Linked DNA regions of Mus musculus: region 1 is linked to region 2. A link is a contact called in public HiChIP or PLAC-seq data. All regions are on one chromosome and are shown on one strand. The core of a region is the stretch at or near the end of the contact, and the rest is flanking DNA. Distances in the headings are between cores, read along the strand shown.

The links. HiChIP or PLAC-seq counts read pairs in DNA pulled down with a chosen protein or histone mark.
Region 1: an H3K4me3 HiChIP or PLAC-seq map of craniofacial prominence shows a contact between it and region 2, with 4 times the contacts expected there. The contact joins the enhancer-like site here to the promoter of Dlx4os in region 2. A contact is called at or near these places in 15 of 39 promoter capture datasets (the 3T3-L1 cell line, HPC-7-derived erythroid cells, the SN4741 cell line and 8 more), 1 of 15 datasets of contacts at CTCF or cohesin (CD8 T cells), 13 of 484 Hi-C or Micro-C datasets (the 3T3-L1 cell line, 3T3-L1-derived adipocytes, bone marrow-derived macrophages and 8 more), 23 of 115 datasets of contacts at active chromatin or transcription factors (the 230-238 cell line, astrocytes, bone marrow-derived macrophages and 17 more) and 3 of 9 other capture datasets (adipose tissue, liver and pancreatic islet).

What each region holds. Positions count from the first base shown.
Region 1 is chr11:95,228,596-95,234,543 of GRCm38.p6, reverse strand. All of the region lies in intron 1 of Gm11515 (a long non-coding RNA gene), which reads left to right. Among named protein-coding and RNA genes, the nearest start is that of Gm11515, 28 kb to the left of the region's middle. Within about 2 kb of position 3,258, at least 17 of the 459 cell types and tissues checked have an H3K27ac peak or open chromatin away from gene starts, as enhancers often do.
Region 2 is chr11:95,141,724-95,147,661 of GRCm38.p6, reverse strand. It overlaps Dlx4os (distal-less homeobox 4, opposite strand), which reads right to left and starts at 2,609. Exons shown (of 3, transcript NR_040279.1): 1 at 2,388-2,609. It overlaps Dlx4 (distal-less homeobox 4), which reads left to right and starts at 1,861. Exons shown (of 3, transcript NM_007867.4): 1 at 1,861-2,466; 2 at 5,683-5,873. The coding sequence starts at 2,181.

The DNA.
Region 1 (5,948 bases), core at 2,009-4,508, 86 kb before region 2:
GCTAGTGACAGAGTTTTCTGGCATTGTGGGTTTAAGACAGGATGGCAGGGTTGGAAAGGGGACAGCTGGACTGTTGTCCTCTGCTGGAAGCCTGGTGTCTACATCCCAAGAGAGTACGTGTGTGTGTGTGTGTGTGTGTGTGTGTGTGTGTGTGTGTGTGTGTGAGCCTCTATTGCCATGATCCAGTGTTTATGGGAGGAGGGAGAGAAGAAGAGGTCTCCATCCCAGTAGTTCTTCCTGGGACAGAGCTATCTTCCCCCACCCCACCCACCCCCACCTCTTGGGTTCCTGAGGTCTTGGAGCACCTCCCTCCACCCTGTAGAGTCATTGCCTCAAGGCTGAGGTATGGATCCCAAGGCTCTGCCACCATTTCAGCTCAGACTGTCCTCCTCGGCCTTCCTCCTACATGCAACCCAAGGGTCCCTTGGAAGACTTGCTGAACAGTACTGTTCTAACCACACCAGCAAGCCAGCAGTGGAGAAGGGCTGGGTGGTGAGGATTTCTTGGGGCCAGGGACCTGAGCAAGCCTGGCTCCCATCAGATAGGCAGCCTGGGCATGTCCCCGTTGACAGCTGTTGTGAGGGACAACCCTGGATGATGACTGAGTTCCAGACCAGGATACACATGGGACATCTGTTTTCCCATCCTGGCTGAGAAGGGCCCTGTGGCACCCAGTGTCCCATCAAGCTATCTGTGAAAGCTCTGGACTGTCCCTCATACCTCTACCAAAGGCACAGGTTGTGGCAGCCTCTCTCATTCCATGAAGAACTCCAGCTACTCTGTTGGAGAAAGGATTTGGGTCAGACAGCAGGAGGAATTTCCCAGGTCACAGCAGTTCATGACCCCTATTAAATGCTCGGATCCCAGCGTGGAATGCTTTCAGTACCCTCCTTCCTGCAGGCTTTGTAGGGTCAGACTGCTGGGTGGCGTGTGACAGTGTGTTCAGGGAATGAGACAGGACATAATTCTCAGGTCACAGATGATTTTGGGAAGAGCCAGGCAGTGATGGCACACACTTTTAATCCCAGCACTTGGGAGGCAGAGGCAGGCAGATCTCTGAGTTCAAGGCCAGCCTGGTCTACAAAGTGAGTTCCAGGACAGCCAGGGATACACAGAGAAATCCTGTCTCAAAAAAACAAAACAAACCAGAGATGCTGGGGTAAGGTATCCATAGTGGTACATTCCCAGCAGTCTTGAGGTAGAGGCAGGAAGATCAAGACTTCCAGGGTATCCTTGGCTACATAGCAAGGATAAGGCTACCTCGAACTACATCCGATGCTGTCTCAAACAGGGAAACAGAGGTTGAGCAGGGAAGGGCTTCACAGGGAAGCCTTCCATGGTGATGGGAGAGGGGCTTAGTCAGGCTCGAGTAGACTATATCAGTAGCTTCAACAGACACCTGAAGGTCACCCAGTTAGCCCTTAGGGGTCATATAGGAGGTCAACCCAGGTATGCTCTTGCCTCAGATTCAGTGTTCCACTACTTCACTAGAAGGCATCCCCTGGAGTTAGAACCCCTAGGCTTGAATCTCAGCACCTCCCCTCTCCTATCTTGGGCAACTGAGCTTGATTTCCTCATCTATAAGACAAGAATGATGTCTTCCTAAGGATGGACCTCCTGTTAGGCCCTCACAGCGCTTGGCTCAGAAATGCTGTTCGGTGGGCACCAGTTGTAGTCGATCACAATCCCCTAAGAAGTTCTTTCAGCTGTCTGCCCTCTATCTCACCTATGATCAGATGTCATCTTTTAGTTTACACTGGGAAGCAGGACGAGTAGATATGTTAGTCCCTTCCAGCTCAAAGCTGGCTCTGCATTCCCCCTTGCTCCCTCCCTGACACCCACCCACCCACCAGGCCTGCACGGTGAGATAATGTCTAAGAGATACTCCGAGTGACTTGGAGGAAGAGGCCAGACAGTGAGTGACCAGAGGTGATTATCTGGGGTGACTAAGGCGGGTGGTTTCCCTCCCCCCAGCCTGAGCAGAGGGAGAGACATATGAGGCAGTCTGCAGTGGGGTTGCTCCTTAGAGAGGGTTCGACCTGGGGAAGTGACCTCGGGGTGGAGGTGAGACTGGACACTCTGTTCCAGGTAGATTTTTCACAGAAAGCAAACACAAGAAGACACAATGCATCCTGTATGAAGGAGATTGGAGGCAGGGGCCTGGGCCAAATAGACTCTCCAGCCTTTGCTTTCTATTTTTTGGATGGCGCTCTGAACTTCATCCCTGTCCTTTATAGCCTGGGATTAGCTCAATTCTGGGATCTCGGGGCAGGCTGCCTTGTCCTAGCTGGCCCTGGCCATCTTTACCTGAAGATGCGGGTGAGGGCTAGGCTCCGCCCTCCAGGCCCCGCCCCCTGGCCGCCCCGCCCCCTGGCAGTCCGCATGCAGTTTCCGCTCTGGCCTCTGGGTGCCGCTCGATGGCTGCGGTTGGTCCATCGCCCCCCTCAGCTGATCCTCACCTTCTTTCGACCTTTTTCCAGTCCTCCCGCGCTGCCACCCCGCAGCGGCTGCTTGCATTTAGGGAAAGAGAAACGGCCACCCCTACGAAGTATTTTCACAAACATCTCATTTGATCCTTTTGTTGTTAGTGAGCTGACTCTCCGAGGCATGGAGAGGCCAAGTGGCCTCCCTCAGATCTACAGAAGAGGGAGAGGATCTTAGGAATTGAGTCAGCTGGGGGCGGGTGGCAGGAAGGGGGTCTCAGATGCCTGCTCTGGTTGTATGGGGTCCCAAGGAGAAGGAAAAGAGGCCATGCAGCCTTGGGCAAGGCCCTGCTCCGCTCTTTCCCAAAAATAGATCTCCCTTCCGAGGGCGGTCTAAGGAAATCCCATTTAGAAAACAAATCCTAAAAAGAAACTGCGCATATCCAGGCAGTTAAGGGCAGGTTGGGTGAAGGACCCTATTTGTTTGCAACCCATAGTCCCAGATGCAGGGTTCCTGTTCTTCTGTCCCTGGGGAGGTCCCGCACAGACCCTTTCCTGAGGCAGTGATGAAAGAAGGGGAGAAGGAGGCTTAAAGCCTGGCAGCCATAGACCGAAGTGGTTGGGAGGCAGCTCTACACACCCGGCGGGCACGCGCGGGCACACACACACACACACACACACACACACCTGTCCATGAGACAAGAAGAATGTCCCAGAAGTCATTGCTTCCTTCCTGTTGCTTTAAGAGTCAGGCAAGGTCTTCCCTGACCTGCCTCAGCTCCTCCCATCTACCCCTAAATTATATACATGTATATTTTAACAAAATATTTTGGGACATAGGGTGTATCTCAGTGGTAGGCCTTGAGTTCAGCTCCCCAGGGCCTGAGGAGAAGACGGAGATGATTTCATTCAAGAAGTTATGGGCTGAGCCTGGTGGCTCAGGCCTGCAATCCCAGTTACTCAGGGGCTGGGGTGGGACACTCATGAATCCAAGACCTGTTTGGGCTTCAGAGTGAGTGCCAGGACAGTCAGGGCAAGGTAGGGAGACAGATTCAGCCTCAACAATTTTATTTTATTTTATTTTTGGTTTTTTGAGGCACGGTTTCTCTGTATAGCTCTGGCTGTCCTGGAACTCACTGTGTAGACCAGGCTGGCTTCGAACTCAGAAATCTGCTTGCCTCTGCCTCCCGAGTGCTGGGATTAAAGGTGTGCGCCATCACGCCCAGCTTATTTTATTTTTTTAATGATTTATTTATTTTATGTATGTGAGTACACTGTAGCTGTACGGATGGTCATGAGCCTTCATGTGATTGTTGGGAATTGAATTTTAGGACCTCTGCTCACTCCGGTCAACCCTGCTTGCTCAGTCCCTGTTCACTCTGGTCCACATAAGTACACTGTAACTATCTTCTGACACACCAGAAGAAGGCATTAGATCTCATTACAGGTGACTGTGAGCCACCATGTGGTTTCTGGGATTTGAACTCAGGACTTTCAGAAGAGCAGTCAGTGCTCTTATCCACTGAGCCATCTCGCCAGCCCAGCTTCAACAATTTTAAATGGGGCTGGAGAGATGGTTCAGTGGTTGGAGCACTGGCTGCTTTCCCAGTTAATGTCTGCTCAGTTCCAGCAGCCACATGGAGGCTCACACCTTCTATAATGCCAGTCTCAGGGGACTCAACGCAGCCCCAGGAAAGGGTCTGCGAAGAATCCCCAGGGACAGGAAGAGAGCAGGGACCCTGAATCTGGGACTATGGGCAGCAAACAACAGGGTCATTTACTCAACCTGCCCTCCACGGACACTGCCCTTATGCTCACATGGCGCACAGAGATGCATGTGGACAAAACACCCATACACAGAAAGCTTGGTTTTGTTTGGTTTTGGTTTTTCGAGACAGGGTTTCTCTGTGTAGCCCTGGCTGTCCTGGAACTCACTTTGTAAACCAGGCTGTCCTGCAACTCACAGAGATCTGCCTGCCTCTGCCTCCCAAGTGCTGGGATTAAAGATTTCAGCCAACACCACCCAGTTTAGATAAAATGTTTTTTTAATCAGTATTTATTTAAAGGGCTGGAAAGATGGCTCAGTGGTTAAAAGCACTTACTGAGGGCTGGAGAGATGGCTCAGCTAAGAACACTGGCTGGCCTTCCAGAGGTTCTGAGTTCAATTCCCAGCAACCATATGGTCCCAACCAACCATCTATAATGGGATCTAATGCAGGTGTGTATGCAGAAAGAGAGAGAGAGAGAGAGTGTGTGTGTGTGTGTGTGTGTGTGTGTGTGTGTGTGTGACAAACCTATTCATCTTAGCAGATAGCTCCTAAGTCCTGAGCTGGGTCTGTACGCACAAAGCCAGTTCTCACACGGGGCCACTGCGAGCCTGCTGTTGTGTGGCTGTACTCTGTCCACATTGGCCTCTCTCATCAGCAAGCATCCTGGACACTAATGTTCTACCCTCGTAGGTACCACTGGGACACAGAGTCCCCTGGAGTCTCACACCGCCATGTTGCATGCTCTGCCTCGCTGGCATGGTGTAGCCGGGCCAGCGGGTGTACATCTGATCCCTTGCTTCCTCCCACAGAGTCCCCTGGAGTCTCACACCGCCATGTTGCATGCTCTGCCTCGCTGGCATGGTATAGCCCGGCCAGCGGGTGTACATCTGATCCCTTGCTTCCTCCCACAGAGTCCCCTGGAGTCTCACACCGCCATGTTGCATGCTCTGCCTCGCTGGCATGGTGTAGCCGGGCCAGCGGGTGTACATCTGATCCCTTGCTTCCTCCCGATGAGGCACTCTGTCTTCTCTCCAACCCTAGGACGGGAAGGTTAGAAAGTTCTTTCTCTGGTCCGACCCAAACCCAGATCCCCCAGATCTGGGTCCCCACCTTTGAATGACAGCTGGCTGTGCCCTGAGGGAGATCCTTTACTGCTACGCCTTGGTATTGTATGTGCTTGGATTAAGTGATCATTCCTCTCCTTGGAGGACAATTCTTGCAGAAAGGGGAGAATGTTCTGGAAAGAACCCAGGAAACTCGGGATAATCAACACGGGGCTTCTTTTCTGAAAGCTAGGGGTGGTGGAACCAGGGCCACTTCCTGCCTCCCAGGTCCCAGCGTTTGAGAAAGACAAGGCCTCTGAGCTCGGGCAGGACATTTTGAAGCACTTCTCAGAGTCATCCAAAGCTTACTCTCAGGTATTAGGGGACAGTGGCTTCTGCAAATGTCTGAGGGGGAGGGGCAGGCAGAACTTGGGAAAAAAAAAAAAACCCAGCTGTCCCTTCTTCCTTAGTGGCCTTTGTCACCAGCTGGCTCCACCACCTGCCCAGCATGAGGTTTGAAAACTGTGGATATCACTTGTATGTGCCTGTCTCTACACTCAGCAGGTAGCTCAGAATTAAAGGTCATCGGGGGTCAGCATTAACCCTTTGGGGTTTACCCAGCCCAGTAGGGCTGTGGCTGCTCAGCTAGTACCCATAACGGGGTACATTCCCATAAATACCCAACTGTTTCCTCCAGGATGCTGCAGTTTTGC
Region 2 (5,938 bases), core at 1,360-3,859:
TTTTAGAAGGCCTACATCTGCTCTGAGACCAGGGCCTTCATCCACTCCTTGCCATTTCTTCTAATAGCTGTCTGTCCTCTTTCATCTACCTAACACCCCAAGATTGCCACTTTTACTCTGAGCCCTGGTGTGTGTGTGTGCGCGCGCGCGTGTGTGCAAGCATAAAGATGGCATGTGTAACAGAGGGATCGAGTGTGTAGGTTTTCTAGGGAATCTGTGAGGACTTCTGGAATAGGAGATAACGCTGGGTAGTGATGGTGTTTGCCTTTGTCTTTAATCCCAGCGAGGGAGGCAGGAGGCAGGAGGCAGGAGGCAGGAGGCAGGAGGCAGGAGGCAGGAGGCAGGAGGCAGGAGGCAGGAGGCAGGAGGCAGGAGGCAGGAGGCAGGAGGCAGGAGGCAGGAGGCAGGAGGCAGGAGGCAGGAGGCAGGAGGCAGATCTCTGAGTTCCAGGCCAGCCTGGTCTACAGAATGAGTTCTGGACAGCCAGCACTACACAGAGAAATCCTGTCTTAGAAAATCAAACCAAACCAAAAGAATTGTCTCTCTCATTTTGCAAAGCAGCTTAGATGTGTGGGAAAGGGTAGCCCACACATGAGCATATATGTTCACGTTTGGACAGCCTTATTTCTGAGAAGGAAAATTAGTGATTTGACTTGTAATATACAAGCATATGTGCCAGGTAAGCACAATGTGTTTTAAATAAAAATATTACATTTATTTATGTTTGGGTTATGCGTATGTGTGAAGATCCATGCATAACAGAGCCCACATATGGAGCTCAAGAGACTAGCTCTTGGGAGTTTGTTTTTTCTTCCATTATATGGTCCTGGGGACTCCAACTCAGATGGTCAGGCTTGGTGGCAACCTAATTGCTCTTCATCTCTTGTCTGCTGAGCCATCTCATCCACCTCAATCCTGTGCTTTTATTCAAAGAGTTGCCCATGGTTGGGGATGCAGCTGTATATACACCACACCTTAAAGTCTGTGTTTGCCGGTCCATAAATGAGCCTCTTTTCGTAGAGGGATATTGGTATGTAACAATATATGTTGGATGAAGACTCTATGTATTTTTGTGCACGTGGCAACAGATGCTTGCATACATGGTGTTCATTAAGGCCTCCTGTCCTGCTAAGAGACAGGTCCCGAACACAGTCTGGAAGTACAATGGAGTTAGCCATATTTTCTGTGCCCTCCCAGGAGCCATCAAACTAGATTCATCCCCACTCCCAGATTTTGCCCCAGTTCCTGGGAGGCTACATTTTGCAGAGTGCCAGAAAAGGCGGGGCTCGGTACAGGCGAATCCCAGACAGCAGATTCCCTCCAGCAGCCTCAAGGGCCTGCAGGAGCTGTGGTGTCGCAACTAAACCGGGGCCCCTGCCGGAAGCGGAAGCTTGCATTGGGGGTGGTGAGGCGCAGTGGCGGCGGTCGCGGCGTGCCAGGCTCTGGGCGCTCGGCGGGGGCGTGCGCGCCACGCGCGTGCGGGGCAGGCTGGGCGCCAGGCGGCACCCTCCAGGCCCCAGCGTCTGTTTACCAACAAACTGCCATCGCTCTGCAGCTACGCATTCCGACGCGCTGAATAAGCGGCCGGCGCTGGCTAGCTGCTTTTTCCACTCCCTCGCAGAGCCCTGGCAGCGTGGGGCCATGCAGACCCGCGCGACGCGCACACAGGTTCTGAGTCTCCAAAGCGTCTCTAGTTACCGCGCAGCTTCCCTCGTCCCCTAGCCATCCCAGGCCCAATTTCCTAGCACCTTGAACATCGTTACTGAGACTTCCTGACTCTACCGATTCCCCAGGAACTCGGAGTTGATGCAGGGATGTGGGGTCCGGAGCTCGCATCCCTCCCGTTTCCCGGTGCACGCTAACACGAGGGGTGGGGGGCGGGCTCAGCTTGAGGTCACCAAGGAATAGCCAATCCGGGGTGTCTAAGTGGGCGGGGGACCCCTGGGGTCCCGGGAACCGAACCCAGAGGAAAAGATGGGGAAGGGTAAAACCACGGGGTACCCCAAAAAACCCTTTCCCGGGTGCGAGTTCTCTGCCGGAAGAGGCTCAGAGAGACATTTTTCCAGGCATCTGAAGTGTAAGAGTGGCTTGCTGGAGCTGGAGACTTTGAAAGGAGCTGGCAGAAAGAGTAGACAGCGTGCGGGCCATGACCTAGGCCCTGTGGCCCGGCACCGGCCGCAATGACCTCTTTACCCTGTCCCCTTCCTGACCGTGGTGCCTCCAACGTTGTCTTCCCGGACCTCGCCCCCGCCCTGTCGGTAGTGGCTGCTTACCCGCTCGGACTATCCCCGGGAACCGCAGCTTCTCCCGATTTGTCCTACTCCCAGTCCTACGGCCACCCCCGGTCCTATTCCCACCCTGGGCCGGCAACCCCAGGAGACTCCTACCTGCCCCGCCAGCAACAATTGGTGGCGCCATCTCAGCCCTTTCACAGGCCGGCTGAACACCCGCAGGAGCTCGAAGCAGGTAAGTGTGACCGCGGCGGCTCTCCTCACCTCTGGGGTCTGGGTTGTCTTTGCATAAATTTCGCGTTCTTCTGCTTGCGCGCAACTAGAGGGATTCAAACGCTTCTCTCTCCGATACCCAGGAATCTGCGGTAGGGGGAGGGCGAAGGATGGGGGAGGAGCGGAGGCAAGTTGATCTAGGTCTCCTTTTTAAATTCGACCTGGTTTCGATTTGCAGTTTTGAAAAGCCAGGCGGGAGGGCTCCCTACCCCACCCCCTGGAGCAGTGGAGCTGTGTGAGTACCTGTGTAACGGAAATTTGCCCTAATCCAGATGGAGAGGTGGAGATCTAACCCCTTCCCTGTGATTCTCCTCATCCTTCACTCCGTTCCGACATCATCCCTTTTGAGTTCTGGTCTCAGAAACCAGTATATAAATCAAACACTACTAAACAGAAATCAGTTTCCAGTTGGAGATAGGTAGACAACTAGGCTGGGTTCCTTCTCCTTTCCTGGGCCCCACCCCCTTTTCCTGGAGGTGCCTATACCCTGCAGGATCTGGGTATAAGACCCCCACCAACTGTTGCTCAAATAATAAACTTACAGGCTGGTCTACCAGTCTCCAGCTCTTTCCCTGGCCTCCTCTGCCTTGTGCCTAAGACATCTTTACCATCTCCACCTTTAACTTTGGGATACATTAGACCCAGCTTCGGTTGCCTGCAGCAAATCTGAGCTCCACTGGAAGGCTTCGGTGAAGACAGGGGAGCAGCTGGCCTTCCTAGCTCCGACCTATGCACAGCCCAACTGACAGACCCTGGCTGGCAGTACGAGGATGCTCTCCATAGACCCACTGACTCCTTGAACATCAAAATGGTCCAATTGTTCTTGGCATAGTCCTCGAAGATGCGCAAGTCTGTGATGTGACTTCACATAATCAGCCCCAAACCAAGATGTTTCTCTCCTTTTCCCTGGTCATTCTGGCATAAATTCATGACACATACACCCCCAACCAAAACCACATTAGAATAGAGGCTCACATTCCTTGTTCTATGGTTGGAGAAACTGAGATAGAAGGAATGCATATAGATAGATCCAGGACACAACTTTTTTTTCCAGGCTCCTGGACCAGGGCAAGTTCACTTTCCTCAATGGACGGAGCCAGGAAAGGGGACTTTAGGAACTTCTCAGGACCCCAGAAAGTTAACAGCTTTCTGGAGCAGAGTGGGGGTGGGCCTGCTAGGTTGCTGGGTCTCCTTGGAGGAGGGACAGTCCGTCTGAGTGGCAGAGTTTTGCATACAGATCTACAAAGGAACCGCTTGGACTCTTCTTTTTAGATATACTAATATACACTGGGGAAGTAAAGGCAAGGGGGGTCCTGAGTTTGAGGACAAGTCGGGCAACCTGCTATCCGTCCTGTGTGTGCACATGAGGACAGACAGTGTGCATTTTGGGACTGGAGAGGAAGAACCTGTCCTTATTGGGAGACCTGTCTGGCAATAAGGTGGACCTGTCTTCCATATGCCTTCCCTAGCTTGGTCCAAGAACAATGGACTGAAGAATTCTTTCTATTACGTACTTTACCCGGATACAACGAAAAAATAAAATAAAATAAAACAAAACAGAGACTCCATGTTCACAAACAGATTCTTTAAAAAAAAAATATACCGTAGCATTTCGCTATTGAAATTATGCGGGCCGCCGCCCATTCTTGAATGAATGATTGGAGTACGAGAGAGGGCTTGGGGTGTCCTACGCCCATACTACGGGTGCACCTCCGTCCCAGGGAGGCATTTGGCTCAGAAAGAGCCTCAGCAACACCCCTTTGGGGCTGCGGGTGTGGCTGCCGCGCCTCCACGGAGGCCCTGGGGACCCGTTATCGCGACCGACCGGGGTAGATCCAGTTGTGACTTGCCAAAACTAGTGTGGAAAAAGGCAGCTGTTCCGGAAGGCACCTGGAAGGTGATCTGCTCTGCGAGTTCAGCAGTCCAGGCTGTCTTCCTTCGCGCTCTGCTCGCTATTACCCGAACTGCGCGGTCCAGGCAGCCAAGAAGGCATGGGTTGTCGCTTGGCTGCCGGCCCCGGGTGAGCAGTAGAAGTCGGAGTAGGAGAGACAAGACAGGCGCGGGCGGGAGCGCGGGCGGGAGCGGGAGCGGGAGCGGAAACCCAATGGTTTTTCTGGGAATTGGCTGAGGTTGGAATCCAGGGGACAGGATTTGAGGACCACAGCCCCCAAGGCCACCGGTGAGGGATGTGGGGGAGGTGAAGGCAGTGGTGACTGCGGCCCACGAGCAGAGACCCTAACATCTGTTGGGTGAACCCAGCTAAGAATGGATGGGGAGCTGAAGGACAGAAGCTGCTACTGCTGCCAGGATACAGGCAGGGACATCTCACCCGCTCTATTCTGGGGTCCTCATAGTAGACCTGCACGGAAAGAGGCAGCTGTCACCCCAACATTTTGTCATCCCGGGCAGGCATTTTGCCTCTTCCCATTTCTCATCCCCTTGCACAGTCTCAGTATCCCATAAAGTGGTCCAGGTCGGGGCCCCGGTTTCAAGAATGGAAACCCATGCCCTCAATCTTGACGCCAACCTGAAGCCGCTTCCTATAATAGTGGGAGTTGGGGGCCTGTGGGGGACACCAGACCTTTTGCTACAGCCTACAGCCCAGCGATGACAATATAACAACCCGTATTGCTGGCGGAACATTAAGCTTTCCGGACCTGAATCACTTTCCTTCTGAAGCAACCGCGCTGGGGCCCGCAGGAAATACATCTTGTTTCTAGATCCCTGAAACTTTGAGTATTACTCTTAGGTTTCTTGAGTCTTTGATACACTGCTCTGCTCATCTCCAGACCTTAGCTCAGCTCTCCACGAGTCTTTTGCCCTGTTCTATTCTAAGCAGGTCCACCAACCAACATACCAGCACCCTGCCACCCTGCAGGAGCCTGGGCACCCTTACCCTGGCCCTTGGCGATTTGTGTTCTTAGGTCCTATAGTGGTAGCTTCAGCAGGACAAGAACTCAAGAGCTGAAGCTTGTATTGACTGTTGCTGGTGTTGAAATGGCAGGGATAGGCAAGGCTTGTTCCACTGCACACACACACCGAGACTCAGGTTGATAGTGAAGGCTGCTGTTGTTTTTGCTGATTGCCCATGGTGTGGGATGCGATGAGCTTATTAAGAAATGCCCGACTCACCTGGTCCCTTTGCATGCTTACAGCTTAGTGTTCTTCTGCCTCCCAGAATCAGAGAAGCTGGCACTGTCTCTGGTGCCCTCCCAGCAGCAGTCCCTGACCAGGAAGCTGCGCAAGCCCAGAACCATCTACTCTAGCCTGCAGCTCCAACACCTGAACCAGCGTTTCCAGCACACCCAATACCTGGCCCTGCCCGAGAGAGCTCAGCTGGCAGCACAACTCGGACTCACCCAAACCCAGGTAGGGCCAGTCCTGTCCCTGCTCAAGGCAAAACTTCCCATTCTCTGCCCTCTGAGAACCCACAA